Linked DNA regions of Mus musculus: all the other regions are linked to region 1. Evidence: chromatin contacts called from public Hi-C, HiChIP or PLAC-seq and promoter capture Hi-C data. All regions are on one chromosome and are shown on one strand. Each heading gives the region's core, a stretch centred on a gene start, on an enhancer-like site or on the middle of the called end of the contact. The rest is flanking DNA. Distances are from core to core; before and after follow the strand shown. Region 1 holds the start of Gna12 (guanine nucleotide binding protein, alpha 12). Region 2 holds the start of Sun1 (Sad1 and UNC84 domain containing 1). Region 3 holds the start of Foxk1 (forkhead box K1). Region 4 overlaps Gm31127 (a long non-coding RNA gene). Region 5 has its middle 23 kb from the start of Gm30998. Region 6 holds the start of Micall2 (MICAL-like 2). Region 7 holds the start of Mafk (v-maf musculoaponeurotic fibrosarcoma oncogene family, protein K (avian)).

Region 1 (3,404 bases), core at 442-2,941:
CTTGAGTTCATTACCACATGAGGATTATTGCATCTAGTTCAAACAGACAAAACAACTATGCAACAATGAAGGACACGTGGACCCTGAATGACATGAGAAGGCTTCTGGAAGGTTCTTTGTTTTTGTGTTTTGCAGTGTAGAGGTTGGACGCCTTGGGCTTGTACTTGCTAGACTGGTGCTTTCCCACTGAACCATATTCCTAGTCTAATTTTTTTTTTCCTCTTCCTTTTTTTAGTTCTATAATGGTCCTGTACATATGCTTTTAAAGCAGGTTTAGTGTCACATACCAAGATGTTTTCTAATACAACTATATATCTTGGATTAACTTGGAGACTGGGGTCGGGGTGAGGCCGGGGGTACAGGTAGGGAGGTGGTTAGGGACGAACACGATTGGCACAGAACTGACCCTTGTTTCAATGCTGGGTAGTGGGTGTCTCGAAGCTCCTTCTAACATCTCACCTAACTTGGTGTGTATGTTAAATCACCATACTAAAAGGTTTAAAGAACAAAGTATGGGTGGCACATGCCTGTAATCCTACCACTGGGGAGACGGGTCAGAAGGATAAGGAGTTTAAGGTCAGCCTTGTCTACATGGCAAGGCCAGCCTGGGCTTCATGACTCCCTATCTCAAAAATACAAACACTGGCAACTTAGTCTAGTTAGTAATGTCCTCCCTAGCACGCATGAAGTTCTGGATTCAATCCCAGCACTACACGAACAAAGTATGGTGACACAGCGCCCTCCTCCTCTGTAATTCCAGGATTTGAGAAGTTGAGGAGAGAAAGGATCAGGAGTTCAAGGTCATTCTTAGCTACAGAGTGAGTTCAAGGCCAGTCTGGGGTATATGATATAATGTGTGTGTGTGTGTGTGGTGGGGGGAATAAAATGGTCAATTCTCATTTACAAATAAAAAACGAAGGCTGATGTCCTCCAACCTACACTATAAACTTTGCATGCTGGAGGGACAGGGAGAGTTGGCGACCCTCAATCCACGTGTCCAGCCCTAACACCCTATTTGTAACCCAAGTCCCTGAGAGTGGTCCAGCTTGCATTCCCACGGTCCCCAAGCGTCCAGGGCTCTGCAAATCTATCGCGCCCCTGGGAGGTCACGGGAGTAACCCCAACTGCATTGCTTGAGGTCCCTATTGGAAGGGAGGGGCGCCGGGTGGCAGGGTCGCGGGTCCGTGGAGAACAAAGGGGGCGGGGCCCGCGCGCCACCTGGACCAGGTGTGTGTGGGCGGGGCCGCGCGTCACCTTAAGGATGTTGTCGAAGATGGTGTCGCGGAACTCCAGCAGCGCCTTCTGGTCGAACTCCCGGCCGTGGATGATGCGCATCTGCTTGAGGAAGGTGGACTTGCCGCTCTCGCCGGCGCCCAGCAGCAGGATCTTGACCAGCCGCCGCACCGCGCGCCGCTCGCGGGCCAGCAGCGCGTCGATGTCGCGGCTGCGCCGTCGGGCCTCGCGCTCCGCGTCGCGCGCCGCGCCCGCCCTGCGCTCGCGGGCTCCGGCCTCGGCCGGCAGCAAGCAGCGGCTAAGGGTCCGCACCACCCCGGACATGGCCGCCCTCAGGCCGCGGCCGCGCCCCGCTGGGGCCCGCGCGCCATGGACGCCCCTCAGCCGGCGCGGCCCTGCCGGGCCAGGCGCCGCCCCGCCCGCCGCTCCCTCAGGCTGCGTCCGCCGCCGCCGCCCCGAGGCCCTCACTCGCCGGGCCGGCTGAGGGGCGGAGGGGAAGGCGCGGAGGGCGGGGCGGCGCCGCGCAGAAACTCTTTTATTGGTTGGGAAGTCTTCTATCTTGGGCAGCGCGCTTTTTTACTGGACAAGCGTGCCTTGGAGGAGGCGGGCACTCCTGTGGTCCTTGGGGCGGAGCCGGTGCCGAAAAAGGCGGGATCTTTTCGATGAGGGAGCTTCTTATTGGACTGCTGAGCAAACTTCTTTCTTTCAGAATGAAAGGGAGGTGGGGCCATTGAGGAGGAGGAGCTGAAGCCCTTCGCAACCAATTAGAAGTGCTCTGATCGTTTGTCAGTCACAATAACTACGCTTGGGATTGGAAGTTGTGGGAAATGGGGCGAGGCCAAAAGTGCCAGGTGTACAGAGTGACTCTCTGCCTTGATTCCCAGGTTGGTCCGGCTGTGAGCCCAAGATGTGGCTGCAAAGTTGGGAAATAGCGATGAGGTCCTCCTGCTCTTAAGTTTAGGGAGAAAGCTCAGTCGTTTTCCTTCCAAAAACATTGAAGCAGGGTGGGTCATCATTTTCAAACAAAAGCTGCTTTGAGTGTTACATGGGCCCCAAATAAGGAGAAAACAAACAAACAAAATTATTGTATGGGTCTCCCTAGGCACTTTCTTAAAATATGATTAAGGGGAGATGGTTCAGTGGGAAAGAACTGTGAAAGTGTGAGGACATGAGTTCAAATTTCCAGTTGTGCCTGTAACCCCACCTCTCAAAACCCAAGATAAGACCAATTCCAGTAACTTGCTGTGCAGCTATCCTAGCCCCAATGATAAGCTTAAGGTTCAGTGAGAGAAGCTGTTTGAAACGTTACAGAGGGGAGGCAGTTGAGCGACTTCTTGGCCTTTGTATGTATGTGCACTGGCGCGCGCACACACACACACACACACACACACACTTGCACACACATGCACGAGCGCGCACACACACATCTGTGTTTGTCATAATCACTCAGGCAGTTTGATGTGGAATAGTGGTCTGAAGTGTGGTGTCTGAAGGGTGTTGGTGCTGCATGGAGAATCATTACAGAAGCAAGAGAATTGAGATGAGTTTGAAGCCAGCCAGGGCTACATAGTAACTCTCTCACCATCTTGGCTAGAGATGATGTTGCAAGAGGAGGTCAAGCTTGTGTGATATAATCCCAGTATTGAGAGAGCCCGAGACAGGAAAATATGGAATTTGAGGCCAGCCTGGACTAAAGCTTGACTCTGTCTCAAAATGTTTTTTTTCAATATGTGTACCTGTTCCATATCCCACTTTCTATTACAAACAGAAGACAACCTTTGGTGTTGGCCCTTGCCTTCCACCTTGTGTGAGGCAGGGTTTCTTATTGTTTGCCATTGCATATGCTGGGGTAGCTGGCTCAGAAACTGAAGATAGCCCATCTCTACTTCCCATCTTGCTTGGAGTACAGATGCCTGCTACTGCGTCTGGCTGTGTGTGGATTCTAGCGAATCTGAACACAGGTCCTCACTCCTTTGAAGCCAATGCTGTACCCACTAAGGGATCACCCCAGCTCACGGTTTATTGTCTTTTAAGAGAGGTCTCATTTATCTCAGGCTGGGAAAATTACAGCCAAGGATGACTTTAAACTCCTGATCTTCCCGCCTTTGCTTCCTAAATGCATGCCATGACACCTAAGAATATGTTTCTAAGACAGAAAATGGGGGAATCTG
Region 2 (3,404 bases), core at 238-2,737, 1.6 Mb before region 1:
AGGCATCCCAAGCCATCAATGGCAACAGACCCTGTCTGTGTGTAGATGTGTGCACATGCATGTGCCTTCACTAGTGTCTTTCCTTAGGAACCACCATCCACCTTGTTTTCTGAGACAGGATCTCTCATTGGGTTGGTTCCCATCAAGTTAAGTTAGTTTGGTGGCCAGCAAGCTCCAGGGATTCCAGTCTCTGCTTTCCAGCACTGAGATGACAAACATACAGCACTAGGCTTTTGGTTTTTTTAAATTCGTATTCTGAGATTGAATTCAGGTCTTTACGCTTACAGTGCAAACATTTTACTAACTAATCCATCTTCCCAGCTCCAGACCCTTTCTAAAAAGTGTAAAACCAGCCAGGCATGGTGGTAAGTGCTACTGGTCCCAGTGGAGGCAGGCAGAGCTACATAGCAAGTTCCAGGGCAGCCAGGACTACATGGAGACCCTCTCTAAAAAAAAAAAAAAAAAAAATTAATTAATTTTTTTAAAATGTAAAAGCCAAGGTCTGGAAGGATGGCTCAGCCATTAAGAGCACTTGCTGGTCATTCGGGGACTGTAGTTTGGTTGCCAGCATCCCCTTTTGGCAGCTCTGGGGCATTTGAGACCTTTGTAGGCACACACACACACACACACACACACACACACACACACACATTCATCATCCACTTAAACAGACATACACACAAACACACTTTTAGAAAAGAGTGAAAGCTAGCCAGCTGCCTGTGGCATATGGTAGTAATCTCAGTGCTTGGGAGGATAAAGCAGGAGGATTGTGGCAAACTGGAGGTCAGTCAGGGCTATGTCGTGAATTCTAGGCCACAGTGAGACAGTTAAAAAAGGAAAAACCAAGAGGGGCGTGGTGGCACACGCCTGTAAGTCCTGCTTCGCAGAGGCTGGCTTATCTCTGCGAGTTCAACGCCAGTCTGGTCTACAGTAGAGTTTTAGGGCAGTCAAGGTTACAGAATAAAACCCTGCCTATAAACAAAACAAATGCAATTCAAGGTTTTGCAAAACTGCGCAAGTGAGAGAGGGCCTGGTGGGTGGAGTCCCCAGGAGAAAAGGCTCTGGCTTCCAGCCCGCAGGGCAGGGCAGGGCAGGGCGTCGGAGGTTTCCTGCAAACGCTACGCGGGGACAACTGAGAAGAGGATGTGTTTGGGAGCCCACTGCTCCTTCAGCAGGAGTCGGATCTTCTGGGCCCACTGAAGCCCTGCCTGGAACTCAGCGCGCGCGTGCGCCTCTGCACAGAATCCTAATTCTAACGCCACCGGAGAGGAGCAGCCTCCCTAGGTGCGGCCCCTCAAGTCCCAGCGCGCCCGCTCCGCCCACTGACGCCACACGTCCCGCCCTTTCCCCGCCCCCCGCAGGGCCGTGGCGGGTCAGCGGCCTCCCCATTGGCCTGGAGCTTCAGCAGGCGCGCTTGGGATTGACGGACGTTCGCGTCGCTCCCGCCTCCGATCCCGGCGCGGCGCGCGATTGGCTGTAGATGTGGGGAGTCTTCGGTCCCGGGCCTGGGCGGTGCGGACGAGGCCTGAGGCGGCGGCGCGAGGCAGGTGAGCTGCGGCCAGCGGGCTGTAGGGGACGAGTAGGCGGGTGGGCGCTGCGGACTCCTCTCGGGTACTAGGGACTGTCTCAGGGCGGGCCGGGATGTAGGTTGCAGGGATGGCCCCAAGTGGGAACCGCCAACTGGCCACGACGCGCGTGACGCCCTTCGCGTTGCCAGGCCGCGCGCGCCCCGGCGCCCTGAGTCCAGTTGTCTCGTGTGCCCGGGCACTCTGGTTCCCCTTCGCCCCGGACCCCTGCGTGTTGGGTTCCGGGGTCTCCTGCCACCCGTCGAGGCGCACCCACGCAGGCGCCATCCCCGGGGCGCTCCCTTCTGGGGCACAGGTGTTGTAGGTGCGGCGATGGGCGCGGGCCCGGTAGCGAGTCCCTGGCCTGCACACCCTGCCACCAGCTTGTTATCCCGTGTTAGTTGCCTTCGCCCCCAGCCCGGCACGCAGGACGGTACCAAAGCTGGCCCGCTGGAGCTTTTTTGGATGCAGCCGGGGGGACCCGATGCAGTCAGCCCGGCGAACTTTGGTGCTCCCCGCTGTGTAGAGTGAAGTGTAGTCCTGCGGTGTGCGCTTCGCGCCTCCTGGACCAAATACTAATTAGATTTTACCATTCCGTCCATTGCACCGGTGTCGAATTTTAACCTGACTGTTCATACATTTTAGATCTCTCCTAAGGTCTTTTCTTTTTTCTTTCTGCGTCCCAACCTCATGTTCCTTTTCGGTCCTTTGTTTGTGTCAGGAGACAGGGTCTCATTTACGTACTTCTGACTGTCTCGGCTGTGTAGACCAGGCTGGTCTCACAAAGATCCAGACTGTGTCTGCTTCCTAAGTGCTGGGGTAAAAGGGATGTGTGCAACTAAGCTGGCATCTTGAAACAGGTCCTCAGATAGCCCAGGCCCGCCTAGAATTGACTATATAGTAGAAGATGATCTTGAGTTCCTAACCCTCTTGCTTCCACGTACCTAGGATTAGATCACAGGTGTGCACAGCCCTGTGGGTCCAGCCCTGGGTATGTTCTTGAGCAGAGTTGCAGTAATTTCTGGTTCTTCTCTCTTTTGGTTTCCTCGGCCAGGCCAGTCTTGAACTCTTTGCTTTTTCGAGACAGGGTTTCTCTATACAGCTCTGGTGATCCTGGAACACCCAGAGATCCACCTGCCTCTGAACCCAAGTGCTGGGATTGAAGGCGTGTGCCACCACTGCCCGGCTCAGGCCGGCACTTTTATAGCGTGCAGGCTGTGGAGAACTCTACCCAGGCTGTGGGGACTGGGCATGAGTCTATGCTCTAGTCACCAGAGGGTCTGATAGGATCGTCTGCCCTACCTTTTTGGTCGTTAGGTTTTTGTTGGGGGTAGGTCTTTGGTAGCTCCAGCAGGCTCTTAGTTGCAATCTGGGTGCTGTGCTTCCAGCTCCCCAGTGCTGGGGTCACAGGTGTGTGGTCCCATGTCCTCACTGGAGAGTTGGGCCAGAGATTTGGAGAGGTACTTTTTATTTCCCGAAGGTTGGCGGCCTCAGTTTATTTATTTACCCTTTGTTTTTCCTGGGAGAGAGCAGAAAGGGGATGAATGTGAAAGCCAGCTGCTGTGTGTGCTTGCGTGCGTGCATGCGTGGGTGGGTGGGTGACTCCCCTTTTAACTGTATACAGCGTTATGCAACTATCACCATTATCTAGTTCCACGGCTTTTCACCACCTTAAAGGTAAAGCCAGAGCCCACCCGCTTTCCTCCTCCCTGTCCGTTAGCTTCTGCTTACAGCCTGTGTGTGCGCCTGTTCTAGTTAACTCATTTAAGGCTCATCCGTGCTGTGTAGCATGTGCCCCTACTCTATTACTTTCTGTGGCTGAATTGTTTCCCACTG
Region 3 (3,404 bases), core at 277-2,776, 1.6 Mb after region 1:
CACACATGCACTCTGTCAACACGCATCCAGCATGGCCGTGAGCATTGCAATGATCACTGTAGGTCTTTAATTCACGTGTGTATCATCTTTCGACATGAAGCTCACTGAGGGCAAGACCTATGTCTATCTCTATTCTCAATCATTATTTTTAGACATTCTTTTGTGTGTGTATGTTTGCACTTGTGTTTGTGTGTGCACGTGCGCCGGTGCATGCACAGGCGTGAATAACTGTGTGCTCCTTTAGCCCTGTTTTATTCGTGTTTTTGTTTTTGTTTTGAAACAGTGTTTCCACTATGAACGTGGAGCTCACTGATTGGCTAGGCAGGCTGGCCAATGAGCTTCAGGGATCTATCTGTCAACCTTTTACCCAAAGCGCTGGGAAGATCGAAGCTCTCAATGGGTTTTGAAGTCGGTCCCGGGGAATGAACTTTCCTGTCTTGGGGGATGAGTGCCATCAGGCAATTTACCAACTGTGTCAGCTCCTTCAGTCATTATTAAATGTGAGAAATCGAGTGTGTATGTGTGTGCATGCACTCGCGCGCTGCAGGTCCTGGGGGAAGACTTGGGGGAATTAGCATCCCAGTGCAGGACCTTAAATTCTCAAGGGATTCACATGGTGCCAAGTTCACCATTTAAGTGTTTTCAACTACCGTCAATCTTCGGGTGTCCACAGTCCCTAGAAACAGGCAGAACTGTTCGCCTTAAAAGGAGCAAGGGGAACCAGCTGTGGTGGTGCACAGCTGTGACTCCAGCAAGAATTGCGGAGCCTGAGCCGGGTTGGTCGTCAGCTAGAAGCCAATCTGGTCTACATACATAGACCCTGTCTTTAAAAAATGAATTTTTAAATTGATTTTAAAGGGCTAGGCACACACCTTAATAGCTACACTCAGGAAGCTGGAACAGGAAGATCATGAATTTGAGGCCAGCCTGATCTAGGTATTCAAAACCAGGCTAGCCTTGGTATGAGACAGGATCTCAAACAACAAAACAAGAACAATCGAGATGGTTCAGTAAATAAAGGTGCTTGTCACCAAGCTTGTCGACCTCAATGCCATCCTCAGAACCCCACAGGGTAGGAGAGAATAGACTGCTGAGAGCTGTCCTCTCTGACCACACAAACACACGTGCGCGCGCGCGCGCACACACACACGTGGTAAAGAACCACAAGTAAATAAATGAATGAATAAAATGTAATTTGCAACATTATACCAAACCAAAAAAAAAAAAAAAGCAAAGCACAGAAAGAGTAGCTGTGCAGAAACGATCAGTAAGGAGCAGAGACCATTTCAAGCATCCCTGGACTTTAAACTCCAGCCTCAATAGGACACCCCTAAAAACGTGATGAATCCAAGCACCCTTCGGGACTGGAGGAGGGGGCTCTGTGTCTCTCTGCACCCGCCCACCTCGAGTGGAAGCTGCGCGCGCAGCGCGAGGGTCCTGCGGTGTCCCGGCTCCGCTCCAGGCCACGATCCAGCCCGGGTTTCCGCGCGCGCCGCCCCGCCCCGCCCCGCGCCGCCTCGGCCGCCACCGGAGCCGCTCGGAGCTGCGCGAACATGGCCGAAGTCGGCGAGGACAGCGGCGCCCGCGCCCTGCTGGCGCTGCGCTCGGCTCCCTGCAGCCCCGTGCTATGCGCCGCGGCTGCGGCCGCCGCCTTCCCGGCCACTACGTCCCCGCCGCCGCCGGCGCAACCTCCACCCGGGCCGCCCGCGCTGCCCGCCGAGCCCGGCCCCGGGCCGGTGCCCTCCACCGTCGCCACTGCCACCACCACCGCGCCCGCCCTGGTGGCCGCGGCCGCTGCCTCCGTGCGCCAGAGCCCCGGGCCTGCCCTGGCTCGCCTGGAGGGTCGGGAGTTCGAGTTCCTGATGCGACAGCCCAGCGTCACCATCGGCCGCAACTCGTCGCAGGGCTCGGTGGACCTAAGCATGGGCCTGTCGAGCTTCATTTCCCGGCGCCACCTGCAGCTCAGCTTCCAGGAGCCTCACTTCTATCTTCGCTGTCTCGGCAAGAACGGCGTCTTCGTGGACGGGGCCTTCCAGAGGCGCGGAGCGCCCGCCCTGCAGCTACCCCAACAGTGAGTACTGCGCCACCCTCGGGTCACCCCTCTCCGGACCTGGCCTGAACCCCCTGGCCACCCCTGACCTCTACCCCGCCCAGCTTGGCTCCTTGTCACTCTGTGATCTCGACCCTGCTCAACCTGAACCCCCCGCCCCCCGGTCACCCCCTGAACTCGCCTCCGCCTGGTCTGGCACCTGGGTCGAGCCTCAAATTTCTTACCGTTCCCACCGGGTCCCAGCCCTTGGTCACTCCCTCCTCCATCTCGACCCTGCCAGGCCCTAGCCCCTCTAATCTCGACTCTATCCGGCTCTGATTCCCTAGCCATCTCCCAGTCTTGATCCCACCTAGCTCTGACCCCTGGTTACACAGATCTCCATCCCACCCGGCCCAGCTGAGCCTGATCCTTAAGTTACTGGTGATCTCACCCATCACCTGGCTCTGACCCCGTGGTTGTCCTGATCTTAATCACGACCCAACTAACCCTGACTCCCCAGTTAACTCATTGGGCACTGATCCCTGGATGGGCCCGACTCCCATTCAGCCTGAAATCCTGTCACCCTGACCCTGGACAGGCCTGAACACTTGGGTCCATTCTAACCCCTTTCTCTCTCTCTGACTCTGACTCTGACTCTGTCTGTCTGTCTGTCTGTCTGTCTCTCTCTCTCTCTCACACACACACACACACACACACACACTTACACACACACACTTGCACACTCCCCAACCCCATCTGTCTTCCACTCCTCCCATGTTGGAGTTGGCTACCCATGATCTCCAACCCTTTCTGAACCCAGCTTATCCCTAATCCCACCTGGCCTCAATACCTGGGGTCACTCTTGACCCCCATCCTACCAGCCAGAAGCCGTTACCCCTGACTTCCCTTAACCTGAAGGTCCTAGGGCCACCCCTAACCCTTATCTCACACAGCCTAAGTCTTCAGAGGTCATCTCTGACTTCGAATGGTTTGAAACCATCAGCTCACCCTGATCTCCATCTTTACTTTGGGTCAACTCCAGACCCTCCAGCCCTGAAACACTCCCCTTCTCCGTGGTCACGCCCTGACCTAAACCCTGGCCAGCATCATGAGATACCACCCAGCCTGAACTAACACCACTCCTCCCCAGCCCATCGCCTTCAACCCTGATTCCATTTATACAGAACCCCCAGGGTCACATCTGACCTTTGCTAGTCTGAACAATGCTAGGTATGCTCCTGTCTCTGACGACACAGGCCAGGACCCAGTGTTCACTGTGAGGACGGACTGACAGATGAGCTGTGCCTCTCCCACCTGGGAGGGTGTTACCTGGGAGGTATACGGTGCAGGGGTATATGGTGCAGAGGTATATGGT
Region 4 (3,404 bases), core at 588-3,087, 1.6 Mb after region 1:
GCCACGGAGGAGCATCAGCCTCTGCAGGGGAATGACATGTATCTGAGCGTCATATTTTCTGATGTGTTCGACTAAGCGGGACTACAGATGTGCTTGTGTGACTTTTTCTAGGGAGACACCATGACAGACCAAAGAATCAGTTTCACCAGAGTCTCATGGGGGAACCAATGAGTTCCTGGAGTTCCTCATAGGAGCATGGGAGACTTGAAGGAAAGGCAGCTGTATCACTGGAAAGTCTACCCCAGCGTGGGTGACTCAGAAGCTGCAGACCTGGAACCTCCTATGCAACTTGCAGGCAGCTCCACGGAAGAACCTTTTCTTCCCCCATAATTCTTTACTACTTACCTAGCCACAGGAAGGAGCCTTGTGAGTTCTGTAAGTTTCTTGAGCTTCCTGAGTTGTACAAGTTTCCTGTGAGTTTTCCAGACTTCTCCCCCTGCTTTTCTCTATTCCAATCAGAGGAAACAGTTACACAGTGTTGTTGGGGAAAGCTGGGTAGGGAGATTTCAGAGTGAATCTGTATGTTAACTACCTCTTGCTTTGACAACTACAGCTGGGCGAGTATGCTTGGTTAGTGGTTGCCTACGATGCACAGAATTCTGAGTTCGAGACCTACATTTTAAAGGGAGCTCAAGAGGCTTGGGAGGTGGCTCAGTAGGTAAAAGTACTTACTGCACAAGCATAAGGTCTTGTGTTCGAATCCCCAGCACCCACATAGAAAAGCCACATGGTGCCTGATACTCCTGCGCTACTAAGAATGGAGCGAACTTGCTGCTAACTGTCCTAGTTTGCTTTCTGTTGCTGTGACAAAACTGCATCACCAAAAACAAGTTGGAGAGGAAACCGTTTAGTTGGCTTACAGCTTACAGTGCATTATGGAGAGACATCTGGGTAAGAACTGGAGGCAGGAACGGAAGCAGGGATCATGGAGGAACACCGCTTAATGGCTTGTTCCTCATGGCAGGACCATCTGCACAGGGGTGGCATCACCTCCCATGTCTTAGTTAGGATTTTGCTACTGTGAAGAGACACCATGAACAGACACCTCTTATAAAGGACAACATTTAATTAATTGGGGCTGGCTTATAGGTTCAGTGGTTCAGTCCATTATCATCAAGGTGGGAACATGGCAGCATCCAGACAGGCATGGTGCAGGAGGAGCTGAGAGTTCTACATCTTCATCTGAAGGCCACTAAGAGAAGACTGACTTCCAAGCAGTCAGGATGAGGGTCTTAAAGCCCACGCCTACAGTGACACACCTACTCCAACAAAGCCACACCTGCTAATAGTGTCATTCCCTGAGCATATACAAGCCATAATATCCTGTATCAATCATTAATCGAGAAAATGGTAGCAGGGTGTGATGGTGGGCGCCTTGAATCCCAGCACCTTGGGAGCGGGGCAGGTCTCTGAGTTTGGCCAGATTGGTCTGTAAGAGAATTCCATGATAGCCAGAGCTTGAAAGAGTGACACTCTCTCAAATAGAAAAAAAAAAAAAAAAAAAACAGGCTTGCCTACAGGCCAATTAATGGAGGCATTTTCTCAACTGAGTTCCCTGTTCCCAGACAAGGTCTCAGTCTATGCCCATGTACACACTTGTGTGCTTATACCCCCACACCGCCCAAAAAGGGATGTAAAATGACATCATATAGATGAAATCTTACATTAAACCTTAGGAGACTCGTAGACAGCTTGTTCTCCCTCTCCCTTGGAGCATACTAGGCTTCGCAGAGCAGGAAAAAAAAGTGTGGCCCATAGGTACAAGACATCCTTGGCAAACCCGCCTGCCTAGCACAGCTTCCCCACACCACATGGCTGTTACAGGCTGCATTTCGCAAGCAACAGTCAAAAGAAGCAGGCTGCACCTCATCTGTTTCCAATTATCCCAGCACTCTGTGTGTTTAACACAGCTATGCTGTTTCTAAATGGCCAAAAGCCAGGCTGGGGGGCGGGGGGGGGGGGCAGGCCATCTCAGACACCACTTCCTTCCCGAGGTGACACACTTCTTCCCAGAAGTGGGCAACTCTGTGGGCTTTCTGCTTGCTCAAAAATGGGGTGATAGTTCTAGATGGGTGGTGGTGCACATCTGTAATCCCAAAACTTGGGGCGGGGGAGGGAGCTGAAGTTTCAAGTTCAAGGCCAGCCTGGGCTACATGGTAAGACCCTGTCTTTAAAATACAAAAGGAAAGATGTTGCTACCCTCAGCACAGAACCCGTTAGCTCCTAACTTTATCTCCCCACTGTCTTTAAAGCTTTCTTTTCTGAAGTTCACAGTTCTGAAGTTTTCTCATTGAGCACTCCCTCCCTTGGGTCCTGCTCTTTTTATGTTTAATTTATTTTAAATGTTTATTGTATTTTTAAAATTTCTTTTGTTTAGTGGTGGGAGCACTCATACCCAGGGACACATAAGTCTGAGGACAACTTGTGGCAATCGGTTCTCTCCTTCAAACTCAAGCTGTCTGGTTTGGTGGCAAGCTCCTTTAACCCACTTCGCTACCAGGTGACCCTCCCAGTTTTCTCAAATGTAAGTTTTGGTTATGGTTTTAGATTAAATAAAATTTGAAATTAATGCTGAATAACCACATTTGACCATTATTATTGCTGTTGTTGCTGTTTTGACATAGGCTCTTTCTGTGTAGCCCAGGCTGGCTTCAAATTTGCTGTTATTCAACAATGATCTTAAACTCACAATTCTCCTTTCTCAGCTTCGCAAGTGGTGGTATAAGCTGCCATTCCTGGAGAGTAGTACCTAGTAGAAGAACAGTTATTTCAGTTTTGAATGAATAAATAATGTGATTATTGTGAACTTGCTTATACACACAGTGGGAATTCTTAAGCTTCATAGTCACATGACATCATTACTCTGAGAGACTACATGAAATTGAGAATCTGGGGTATGCAGAAACATGGAGTAACTTATATATTGTCGTGTGGGAAGGGGAACCGCTGGAACCCTAGGTGTCTGGCCCCACAGTCTGCCTTGCACACACCCCACACACATGCCAGCACATGAGCAAATTTACCCCAAAGATAGATCTCTGTGATCCTCTGTGTGCATCACAAAGCAAGAAAACACAAAGTTCTATGGTCACAGACCTTTGATCCCAGAGTCGCAGGATGCTGAGGCAGGAGGATTGATCACAAGTTCAAGACCTGACTGGGCCATAGAGCAGTCTCAAGATCAGGCTACATAATTTAGTGAGACCCTGTGTCAAAATAAAAAAGATAACAAATGTGCTCAGTGGTAAAGCACCTGCCTAGAACCCCCCCCCCCCCCCCCCCCCGAGTGAGGAGCTGGGGCGTGGCTCAGTGGTAGAGCCCCTGCCTAAAATCTCCCAGTGAGGGGTTGGGGGTATGGCTCAGTGGTAGAGCCCTGCCTAGAATCCCCCAATGAGGGACTGGGG
Region 5 (3,404 bases), core at 504-3,003, 1.5 Mb after region 1:
TCTGGAGGTCCAAAGACGATTGGATTCCCTGGAACCACAGTTAGAGATGGTTATGAGCCACCGTTTCAGGGCCAAAAAAGGTGGCCTGGTCCTCTGTAAGAGCAACAAGTCCTGCCACAGGACTTTTTAAAAACATAATAGAAGTGTTGAGATGATGAATTTGAGCCTAAGAAGGGATGAAGGTGGAGCAATCAGAGGTTCCCAAGGTCCCCAGCAACAATCTCACAGCCTGATACTGATTCTCCACCAACTACCCCTTCTCCCCAAATCCCCTGGAGTCTCTGGGCCTTTGCATAGGCTGTTCCCTTGCTTTAAAGTACACACAAATACACACACACACACACTACACATGCATATACACACATACATACACCACACATGCATACATACACACCATATACACATGCATACACACACACTACACACACACACACACCCTACACATGCATATACACACACACATACACCACACATGCATACATATATACCATATACACATGCATACACACACACTACACATGCATATACACACACATACACCACACATGCATACACACACACACACCACACATGCATACACACACACCATATACACATGCATATACACACACACACCACACATGCATACACACACGCATGCCCTTCATCCTTTTGAATTGATCTCTGGAACTTCCCTCTCACTTCTCTCTCTGGATGGCCTGAGTTCTATCCCAAGGAAACACATGGTGGAAGGAAAGAACTCACTCCCATAATTGTCCTCCAGCCTCCACGCATGTACCATGGCAGGTGTGTAAACAGTGTGGTGTGTGTTTGTTTGTGTGTGTGTGTTGAATCCCTTAGAACAGAGTTACAGACTGCTGTGAGGTACCATGTGGGTGCTGGGAACTCAGGCCCTCTGGAATCTAACCCAGGCCTTAACCACTGAGCCAGCCCTCCAACCACTTATTACATATTTAAAATTTACTCAGTGTGTGACACACATGGACAAACGTGTGCCAAGGTTTTAGTTGGGAGATCAGAGGACCACTTTCAGGAGAGTCAGTTCCACCCTTCCACCATGTGACTCGAACTCGGGCCCTCGGACTTGCTGTTTGGTGCCTTTGCTGGCTGAGTCATCTCATCTGACTATTCTTATTTTTTTTTTAATTCATTCATTCATTCATTCATTTTATGTATATAAGTACACTGTAGCTGGTTGTGAGCCTTCATGTGGCTGTTGGGAATTGAATTTTAGGACCTCTGCTCACTCCGGTCGCCCACTTGCTCTGGTCAGTCCAGGTCAACCCTGCTCGCTCTGGTCAATACTGCTTGCTTAGTCCCTACTTGCTCAGGCACAAAGATTTATTTATTGTTATACATAAGAACACTGTACCTGACTTCAGACACACCAGAAGAGGGAGTCAGATCTCATTATAGGTGGTTGTGATCCACCATGTGGTTACTGGGATTTGAACTCAGGACCTTCGGAAGAGCAGTCAATGCTCTTACCCGCTGAGCCATCTCGCCAGCCCCCCATCTTTATTTTCTTGAAAGGAAAATTTCTCATTCTCACCAAACATCTACTCCCACGGAATACAAACATCACCTTCCTGGGGCTTAAGTAAAGCTTTTATTTCATCTAGTTGGCAGATGTCTTCAATTCCCGGCTGGCTCCCGTACAAACAGCCCAGAGCCAAAATGTCAAAGCTATGCCACTCCCTCAACCAGCCAGTCCCTGCAAAGCCAGCGGAGGAGTTGGGAGCCAGGAAGAGACAAGCATTTGACCCTGGGCCTCTTCTCCAGATATAAAAATGACGCACCTTCCCAACAGCACTACCCCTCCCCAGAACCGCACCTCTCCCTGCCACGCCCATGCCTCCCCCTTCCCCGGAGCCTTCCCCCACTGCCTCCCACCCATATAATCACAAAACTCTGTGTTTACAGAGCTGGGAATCTCAGTCAATAAAGCTCTTGGCTCAGGCTGGCAGAGTGGAGCAGGGGAGGCGGAGGCAGGAAGCCCCCTGGTGCTCACTGGCCTGAGGCACTTGTAAACTCCATGCTGGAAAGAGATCCTGCCTCAAAAAGTAGTAGGTGGTTCCTGAAGATTGGCACTCAGAATTGTCCACTCGTCTACACACACACACACACACACACACACACACACACACACGTGGACTGGTATGCACACACATATGCACAGAGCAAGAGAGAGAGAATGTTTACACAGCATCTAATCCCTCCTAAGCACTTTCTCACGAATAGCTCATTTGACCCTCCCCACGTCCCTGCAAGGTCTTCAGGCAGGCCTGGAGAGCCTGGAAGATCCTGGTTAAGCCCTCCAAGTCAGGGCAAGACTGAACCTACTCTGCCAAGAGTGCAGGCCAGGACGCCTCTCTGCCATGGCTGGAACACCAGAGGAGTGGAGACACCTCAGCCAGGGGATAGCTTTAAGGGGCCAGGCATGTGCATCAAGGCTGCTGGTGTCTGCTGGGTTCCAAATGATGGCTCCAGACAGGAGACAGCCCCATCCTAAATTCTGAACAGATTGGCCCAACCACACTGTTGGTATTCTGTCAAAACTCCACCCCCACAGTTCCTGGCAGCAGCCGGGTAGGCCTGGCCCACTATAAAGGGGACTGCTTGGCCCTTCCTCTAGCTCTTCTTCTCTTGCCTCTATTGCCTCTTTTGCTTCCCGCTGGCCCTCTCTCTCCCCATTCCCTTCCCCCCTCTCTCCATGAGGTCATGGCCAACCTCTATTTCTCTACTCTCTCCTTCACTCTGCCTTTCTCTGCCTCTGATACTCTCTTAACTCCCCTCCCCATGCCCTAAATAAACTCTATTCTATATTATACTGTCGTGTGGCTGGTCTCTCAGAGGGAAAGGGTGCCTTGGCATGGGCCCGCCGAGGCACCCCCTTCCCCTACACCCAGATAGAACATATTCTTATAGCGCTTTCTCTTTTTATGATCACAACATTGATGCTGTGACTTGCATGCGAGGGAGCCCCTTCCTCCCTCCCTTCCCTCTCTCTATCCGAGACTTGGGTGCCATGTGCCCACAAGCGCATTGCTAGGATATGAAACACGGCTTGCCCGACGGGGTCCTTTGCCTCAGCCACCGCTGACCAGCCCTTAGCACGGTTCTGCTTCAGCCCACTGGCCCCAGGGGCCACGACCTGTGGGACTCCAGCCGTGCACATCAGCCAATTTCTGGTTCTACAGTTTAGCTATTCCCACGGCTTACACAACCTGTTAAAGTTACCTAAGATTCTCTTTCCTATCCTGATAGAGTTTTACTACTGCTATTAAATTCTATTCAGTTATAACCAATCTATATTGCACTCAATCCTGTCAGAAGTTTTTTAAGTTTATGACACACAGAATTCCCAAAAACCTCTAACAGTTTCTCCCATGAGGTCTCAGAAG
Region 6 (3,404 bases), core at 429-2,928, 1.1 Mb before region 1:
CTGAGGCTAATCCAGCCAAAATCCAACATCATCGTCTCCTCCACTTGAGAACTCGTCACATAGTTCTCATCTGAGCTCCCCACTCTGCATCATCATCCAGACTCCCCCTGCACCACCGGAAGAAACCTGACTACCCACGTTCTCATCCCAAGTCCATTTTCCAAGGTCTACATCCTTGGCCCAGCATCCATCGAAGCTCAGCTTCCTGGTTTCCACATGACTGATGCCCCACTGAGCTCACACCATCCATCTCCCTGAGAGTGACTGAGGCTCATGCCATGGGGCCCTCCCAAGCAGCTCGGGGGTTGGGGTGGGGAATTCATAACCACAGGGCAGAAGCCTACTTCTTGCTCAAGATTCCGGCTTCCTGAGCAGAGCAAAGCTTGGCACAAGGGAGTCTGATAGCACCAGGCCTGGCTCTTCCTGACACATTGTGTAACACGAACAATATTTGTTTGTTTTTCCTTTTCGGAGCCTCAGTTTCCCCATCTGCACAGCAAGAAGGCTGGCTGAGGTGGGCTCCACAGGTGCTGCCTGGAGCCTCACTCAGCCCTAAGACCTCCCTGGGAAACACTCCCAGACCAGCCAACTCTGCATTTATGTACCATGTACAGGAGAATGCTTTCCTCTGAAGGGCATGGGCTGTAGGTGATCTTGTCCCATTTCAGGACTCTGGTCACCAGACTAACTTAGGTCCCTGTAACAGAGTCTGCCTAAGTGTTTGCTAAGTGAATAACTGATAGAACAGTTTGAGTTGTGGGCCAAGGTCCTTCAACAAGACAGAGCTGGCTTGCTTCCCAACTTCCTATGCCAAGACTCTTCTTCTATAGAAGGCTTTAGACCCAATCCCTGTCCTCTCCTACAACTTCCAAGGATGATGGCCCAGACTCCATTGTCTCCTGTCATTCTAAGGTGCTAAAAGGCTTGCGCTTCCCTCTTTGATTGCTTTCCCAAAGATGCCTAGACAAATTAGAGGAGGGGCAGTAATCCCACTAGAAGCCTCAAATGGCCCTGATCTTGGGGCCAGACCTCAGACCCCCAGGAGCTGTTCCTTTGCCCTTTCTCAGGGAGCTCGGGGAAGGCGGACGCTGCCCTGAGTCACCACTGACTAAGCCGGCTGGACAGCCCATGTCCTGGCCCCTGGCCCAGCTGCACTTGGTGGCCTGCACAGAGGCTACTTGACTGCCACAGCCTTGGAGACCACCAAATAGGCTGTACCTGCAGGTCTCTGCTCTACCCCGGGTGGCCCATCTGAGAGGGGTGTGTCTGAAACCTCCGACCCGGATCCCAAGGCAGGCGTGGCCTCAGTTTCCCGTTTGCAGCGGCACATCAGAGCCCGACAGAGGGGTTAAAGAGCACTCACATAAGGTCAGGCCGGTGTCGGTGCAAGATAGCGCAGAAGGCCAGGCCATCGCGGAACGAGGTGGTCATGTTGGTGATGCTCACGTCCCGGTAGCCCTCGCACTGCTGCCGGCACCATTCTTGCAGGGCCTTTATGGCGGCCATATGGGCGGCAGGACGGGCTGGCGGCTCGAGGAGCTGGCTACAGGCCCCTCTTGGGCCCGAGACGCGCAGGAGGCCCGGACCCGCCGACCACCAGCCGGGCTGGAAGAAGAGAACACCGGGAGACCGGCGCCCCACACACTCTTGACGCCTGCGAGGCCGCCGGCCCCGCCCCCTAGAGGCCCCGCCTCTTCAGACCCGCCCCCACAAGATCACGCCTCTTGAAGGCCTGGCTCACCAGCTCCAAGCTCCACACAGGCTCCTTGTTCCGGCCGCACCGCCCCAGTTTGGTCAGGCCACACCCACGCCCCACAAAGGGCACGCCCACATAAGACCACGCCCCCTCTTTCCTGGGACTTGAAGAATAGGGGCCCGGTACTCTGGGCGTTGGCTCCCGCCTTGGCCTTTAGCCATAACTCCCAGCAGAGGCGTCGGGGTTTTCTTTTTTTGTTTTCCTTGAGACCGGGACCAATGTAGCTCGCATTGGCCTCTAGCTTATTATAAAAGCAAAGATGACCTTGTGTTTCAGATTCCCCAGCCTCCACCTCCTTTACTGCTCTCGGATTACAGGCTTGTGCCCCACACCATGCCTGGTTTGTGCAGTGCTGGGTATGGACCCTGAGGCTTCCTGCATGCCAGGCAAGCATACCACCAGCTGAGCTACACTCCCAGCTACGGTTTTCTTTCTTACTTTTAATTCTATCTTATGCATATGGGCTTTGGTCTGAAAGTGTATCTGCACCCCTTGTGTGTCTGGTAGCCCGGGAGACCTGAAGAAGGCCCCTGCTCTTCTAGAATCGGAGTTGGAGCGGGTTGTGCTGCCATGTGGGTGCTGGAAACTAAACCCCAGGACTTCTGGAAGAGCAGCAAATGCTCTTAACGACTGACCCATCTCTCCAGTCCAAACCCGCAACAGCGTTCTTTTATTTTATTTTATTTTTTAAAGTTGAGGCCAAGCTGCCTAGTCTGCCTAACTCATCCTCCTGCCTCAGCCTCTAGAGTTGGCAGCCTGTTGACAAATGGGAAAACAGAGGCTAGGGTAGATGCAACCTCTGAGGAGTGTCCCTTTTCAGGGTCTACAAAGCTGTCTGGTTGGAAGCTGGGGTGGACCTTGCTGAGTAGTGTGCTTTCCCATCAGACAGATACTGGTCGTGATGGCACACACCTGGAATCCCAGCCCTCAGCGGGGAGAAGCTGGAAGATCAGAAATCCAAGCTTATCCCAGGATACATATGGGGTGCAAGGCTGACATGGGCGACCTGAGACCCTGTCTCAAACTTTAAAATACTGTCTGCTTTCCCTTCACCCTCAAGGGTGCCAAGCCAGCCAGAATAACCGCTCTACATTCACAGAGGAGGAAAGGAAGGCTGAGGGGGCACGCTCCAGGGGTCTTGAGACAGGAGACTCTTAGCCTCTTTCAAGTCTCTGAGGATGCCAGGGGTGATTAAGGAAAGTACCTCTCCCAGGTCCTCAGTTAGAGCCAGGGGCTGCCCTGAATGTTCTTTTGTTGTTTTGTTTTGTTTCTGAGACAGAATTTCTCTGTGTAGCCCTGGCTATCCTGGAACTCACTCTGTAGACCAGGCTGGCCTCGAACTCACAGAGAACCACCTGCTTCTTCCTCAAGTGCTGGAATTAAAGGTGTGCGCCACCTCTGCCCAGCTTTGTTTCTCCGCACCCTCAGGAATCTATATGTCATCAGATGGACCGGACTATGACAGCAACAGTGTGAACCGGCCCTTCCCAGCTGGGCCCCAGAGCTTGTCTAGGCAGGATCTTTAGGAAGGTAGGTGTTTTCCCCAAAATGGCATCTGGCTTGGAGCCAGGTGCCGTCTCTACCAGGAGTGAAAACAGGTTTTCCGTGCCCAAGCTGTGGGCTGGCATCAAGGAGGCACCTGGGTACA
Region 7 (3,404 bases), core at 419-2,918, 1.0 Mb before region 1:
CGTTCTCAGCCCTGAGCATCACTTCGGCCTGAAAGGAGGACGTTAAATTGCATTCTGGGCATTGCCTCCCCTCCAAGGGTAGCAGTACCAACACCCTGCAGTTTTGTCCGTCTGAGACAGGAAAAGGGGGATGGCTCCCATGTAAGGACATCTTGGGACTCCTAGGCACATCTAGGAATCCAACTGCTGCACTGCGCTAGAGTACAGGAAGTTCTGTGTGTGCTCTTGCCCCCACCGAAGCCTATGGAAAACAGCCATATGTCCATGCATCCCCAAGTCAGAGAGATATGGCTTTCTGTCTGTTGTGGTTTGAATATGTTAGGCCCAGGAAGTGGCACTATTAGGAGGTATGGCCTTGTTGGAATAGGTGTCTCACTGTGGGTGTGGGCTTTAAGACCCTCATCCTTACTGCTTGGAAGTCAGTCTTCCTAGCAGCCTTCAGATGAAGATGTAGAACTCTCAGCTCTGCCTGCACCATGACTGCCTGGATGCTACCATGATCCTTGATGATAATGGACTAAACCTCTGAACCTATAAGGCAGCCCTAACTAAATGTTGTCCTTATAAGAGTTACCTTGGTCGTGGTGACTATTCACAGCAGTAAAAACCTAACTAAGACACTATCCATTGCTTACAGGGAGAGGGAGAGGGGGGAGGGGGAGGGGAGGGGGAGGGGGAGAGGGAGAGGGAGGGAGGAGAGGGAGGGAGGAGAGGGAGAAGGGGGGAGGGGGAGGGGGAGGGGGAGGGGCAGGCTTAGGTGAAGGCACTTAGGGTGAAGGCAGAAGGATTAAGAGCTTCAAGACAGTGCCAGTGAGGTGGCTCAGTGGGTAAAGGTACCAAGTCTGAGTTCAATTTTCGGAACCCAAAAGTGGAAAGAAAAAACAGATTCCCTAAAGTTGCCCTCTGACTTCCACACATTCGTGGTAGTGTGTGCACACCAATCCACATACATATGAACACACATATAAATAAGTAAAAAAAAAAAATAAAGTTTTATAAGTGTTCCAGGCCACTCTGAGCTGCACAGTGAGACCTTACCTCTGTCTCAGATATAAATCAAAAGGTCATGGTATGGGTCAGAAGAGGATGCTACATACATATCTCTTTCTCCTTTGTAGGGTGCATCTGCCTTGCTGATTATGTGGTGTAACTGAGCCACTTCGCCACCTTGACGTGGGCTTGGTGTTAGGTCCAGAACATGGTCACTAGCCAGTTGGCCTCTATTCTCTCTGCCAAGACCCGGGGAGGCTCCAGCAGCCTCAGGATCACAGTGAGTAGCATAGACGACAGTGGGTGACATAGAGACATAATGCCCAGGCTGAAAGTTCAAGGAAACGTGGGGTCCATACCCAGTGTGCGTCACGCTCGCCTGACACCCCCTACCTTGGGAAAGGAGCACAGACCCCGCCCCGGGTGTGTTGGGGATGGACAGGGCCAGGAGCTCAGCAATGAGACAACTGCACGTGGAAGCATGTAGGAGGACCCAGGGACTGGGGCAGCGAGGGGCGTGGCCATCAGGGGCGTGGTGCCGACGCGCGGCCAGAGAGGGCGTGGTTTTGGTGAGCGAAGAAGCGTGAGCAACAGGGGCGTGATCACTAGGGGCGTGGCCATCGCGGGGGCGGGGCGGTGACGCGCTTCGACGCGCGATCCCGGAAGCGGTGTCAGTACTGGGGAGCCGGCGGCGGGCGGCGGGTGGCAGGGACTTGTTGTTCTTCGCCGAGTCGGAACGAGAAGTCCGAAGCGCGCAGGCGGAGACGGCGACTAAGGGGAGCGCGAGAGCAGAAGCGCTTGTGAAGAGTGCGTGTCCGCAAGGAGCCGCCGCGCCCGGCCCCGCGCGCGACCCGGGTGAGTGAGGGGCTTCGGGAACTGGGTAGGGGAACCCAGAGTTCGTGCACCTGCGGGAGGAGCACCCCGAAGGCCGCGGGACCCAGCCTGGGCCTCGAGCACGTGCCACGCGGGACCTAGCTCAAGGCCCACACGGGACCCACCACGTGCGGGAGAGTGGCACCCGGGAGCCGTGCGCACCTGGCCATTTCCGTCGGCGTAGAATTCGCCCCCACCTCGCCCCCGGCCGGGACCCCGAAAGGGCCTGAGTAACTGGTGTCACTTTCTAATCAGCTGACCGGCCAGCGGTGCCGGATGTGGAAGCTGTGGGTGGGGAGCGAGGCAGGTGACCGTCTTGGCCAGCCTATCGCTTCCGTCACTTTCTTCAGGTGTGGTCTGGGGCCAAGGTCCCATCCAACTCTGAAGTGCGAGGTTCCCTAGTAGGGTGAGCGGATAGGCGTGTTAAGAGTGTGCATGTTTACGAGCGTGCGGCGAGAAATCAGAAGCAAAAACTCTAGCAAATTACAGGTGAAGAAAGCCTCGTGGGTCCTAGGTGCCTAGATTAGATCTCTTTGGGGGAGATAGACTCCTCTTCTGGTATCCTTGAGATAACAGCCACTCCAGCCTCCTAGAACTTGCCCCGTAAGAACGCAGTCGGTATTTGGGAGGTGAGGCTGCTTGGTGCTCTTGTTTCTCTAGGGAAGTTAGTCTGAGCCTCGCTTTTCACACAGCTCTCATTGCTAACACAGATGCACTTTAACAGTTCGCCTTCCAATTGATGGACAGGCACTCAGTACACTCAGTCCTCAAAAGCTAGCTTGTGTCTCAGCTGGTAGGTAGTTCACCCCTTCCACTCCTGTGGAGTCACTAAAATTAGCCCTGGGACCCCAGAGGTTGGCACTGCTGAGGTCATACTGTGGCAGCAACATTTCAGAAGGTATCTGGTGGAGTGCACGTGGGTACTTTGATGCTTTGAGCTGGTGTTTTAGGGCCAGGTAACTTCTTTCAAAGGTGTTGGTCTAAAGCCATTATGTTATGGTGGCACATGCTTGTACTCCTAGCACATGGGAGTCTGAGGCAGGAAGATCTTGAGTTTAAGGTTAGCCTGGATTGCTTAGCTAGTTCAAGACCAGCCTTAGTTACATAGCGAGACACTGTCACACAAAACCAAACTGAAACAGTAGGTGTGAATTTAAGCATGTGGATGGAGTCAAGAAAGCTGTATAGGCAGGACCTACCTGCAGCCCATGTCACTGGGGACAGCCCTCACTGATGACAAAAACCTTCCTCTCTCCTTAGATAAATCACGAGAAATGTGGTGTTTGACCTTGGTAAAGGGAATGTGTCTAATGTGATAACTTCTTGTGATTCCAAAAGAAAAGATTTACTAGACAAAACACAAAGCCAGGCTTTGCTGGAGTACATTCTCCTCTTGTTCTCCAACTGAGCTGGGCTTGCAGGGCCCTGTTCCAAGTTCAGGGCTGTGTACTTTCCAGGTAGTTGCTAAAAATGGACGTTGGATGGAGGGTCTGGGGAGGCTCTGTTTTCCCGAGAGTCTGCTGTTTCTGTGTCCCAGCCCT

What was found. Promoter capture Hi-C pulls out the DNA fragments that hold promoters and counts their contacts. Hi-C and Micro-C count contacts between places; a contact is called where the count stands out from the background. HiChIP or PLAC-seq counts read pairs in DNA pulled down with a chosen protein or histone mark.
Region 2: a contact with region 1 is called in a FOXA1 HiChIP or PLAC-seq map of pancreatic cancer cells. The contact joins the promoter of Sun1 here to the promoter of Gna12 in region 1.
Region 3: an H3K4me3 HiChIP or PLAC-seq map of forebrain shows a contact between it and region 1, with 24 times the contacts expected there. The contact joins the promoter of Foxk1 here to the promoter of Gna12 in region 1. A contact is called at or near these places in 14 of 39 promoter capture datasets (the 3T3-L1 cell line, 3T3-L1-derived adipocytes, the C10 cell line and 9 more), 2 of 15 datasets of contacts at CTCF or cohesin (the NIH/3T3 cell line and large pre-B cells), 3 of 484 Hi-C or Micro-C datasets (cortical neurons, muscle stem cells and pre-B cells), 23 of 115 datasets of contacts at active chromatin or transcription factors (the 230-238 cell line, the NIH/3T3 cell line, the SCID.adh cell line and 17 more) and 2 of 9 other capture datasets (adipose tissue and liver).
Region 4: a contact with region 1 is called in an H3K27ac HiChIP or PLAC-seq map of embryonic fibroblasts, with 27 times the contacts expected there. The contact joins the enhancer-like site here to the promoter of Gna12 in region 1. A contact is called at or near these places in 9 of 39 promoter capture datasets (the 3T3-L1 cell line, 3T3-L1-derived adipocytes, the C10 cell line and 5 more), 5 of 115 datasets of contacts at active chromatin or transcription factors (embryonic fibroblasts, embryonic forebrain, embryonic stem cells and 2 more) and 1 of 9 other capture datasets (embryonic stem cells).
Region 5: a promoter capture Hi-C map of hippocampal neurons shows a contact between it and region 1, with 33 times the contacts expected there. The contact joins the enhancer-like site here to the promoter of Gna12 in region 1. A contact is called at or near these places in 5 of 39 promoter capture datasets (cranial neural crest, hippocampal neurons, liver and 2 more), 2 of 15 datasets of contacts at CTCF or cohesin (the NIH/3T3 cell line and pro-B cells), 5 of 484 Hi-C or Micro-C datasets (3T3-L1-derived adipocytes, the G1E-ER4 cell line, brain and 2 more), 2 of 115 datasets of contacts at active chromatin or transcription factors (astrocytes and stem cell-derived neural progenitor cells) and 2 of 9 other capture datasets (adipose tissue and embryonic stem cells).
Region 6: a promoter capture Hi-C map of pre-B cells shows a contact between it and region 1, with 4 times the contacts expected there. The contact joins the promoter of Micall2 here to the promoter of Gna12 in region 1.
Region 7: a Hi-C map of uterus shows a contact between it and region 1. The contact joins the promoter of Mafk here to the promoter of Gna12 in region 1. A contact is called at or near these places in 1 of 39 promoter capture datasets (neural stem cells), 2 of 484 Hi-C or Micro-C datasets (CD8 T cells and uterus) and 1 of 115 datasets of contacts at active chromatin or transcription factors (thymic regulatory T cells).

Annotation. Positions count from the first base shown.
Region 1 is chr5:140,828,740-140,832,143 of GRCm38.p6, forward strand. It overlaps Gna12 (guanine nucleotide binding protein, alpha 12), which reads right to left and starts at 1,692. Exons shown (of 4, transcript NM_010302.2): 1 at 1,255-1,692. The coding sequence starts at 1,557.
Region 2 is chr5:139,199,150-139,202,553 of GRCm38.p6, forward strand. It overlaps Sun1 (Sad1 and UNC84 domain containing 1), which reads left to right and starts at 1,488. Exons shown (of 23, transcript NM_024451.2): 1 at 1,488-1,550.
Region 3 is chr5:142,399,971-142,403,374 of GRCm38.p6, forward strand. It overlaps Foxk1 (forkhead box K1), which reads left to right and starts at 1,527. Exons shown (of 9, transcript NM_199068.2): 1 at 1,527-2,071. The coding sequence starts at 1,554.
Region 4 is chr5:142,378,859-142,382,262 of GRCm38.p6, forward strand. Gm31127 (a long non-coding RNA gene) reads right to left here. Exons shown (of 4, transcript XR_377178.3): 3 at 2,690-2,749; 4 at 832-1,429. Among named protein-coding and RNA genes, the nearest start is that of Gm31127, 7.6 kb to the right of the region's middle. Within about 2 kb of position 1,838, at least 71 of the 459 cell types and tissues checked have an H3K27ac peak or open chromatin away from gene starts, as enhancers often do. A contact at or near this core is called in embryonic fibroblasts, where this site is marked.
Region 5 is chr5:142,338,703-142,342,106 of GRCm38.p6, forward strand. No RefSeq gene overlaps it. Among named protein-coding and RNA genes, the nearest start is that of Gm30998, 23 kb to the right of the region's middle. Within about 2 kb of position 1,754, at least 38 of the 459 cell types and tissues checked have an H3K27ac peak or open chromatin away from gene starts, as enhancers often do. A contact at or near this core is called in astrocytes and hippocampal neurons, where this site is marked.
Region 6 is chr5:139,734,655-139,738,058 of GRCm38.p6, forward strand. Micall2 (MICAL-like 2) reads right to left here and starts at 1,679. Exons shown (of 17, transcript NM_174850.3): 1 at 1,364-1,679. The coding sequence starts at 1,506.
Region 7 is chr5:139,789,868-139,793,271 of GRCm38.p6, forward strand. Mafk (v-maf musculoaponeurotic fibrosarcoma oncogene family, protein K (avian)) reads left to right here and starts at 1,669. Exons shown (of 3, transcript NM_010757.2): 1 at 1,669-1,845.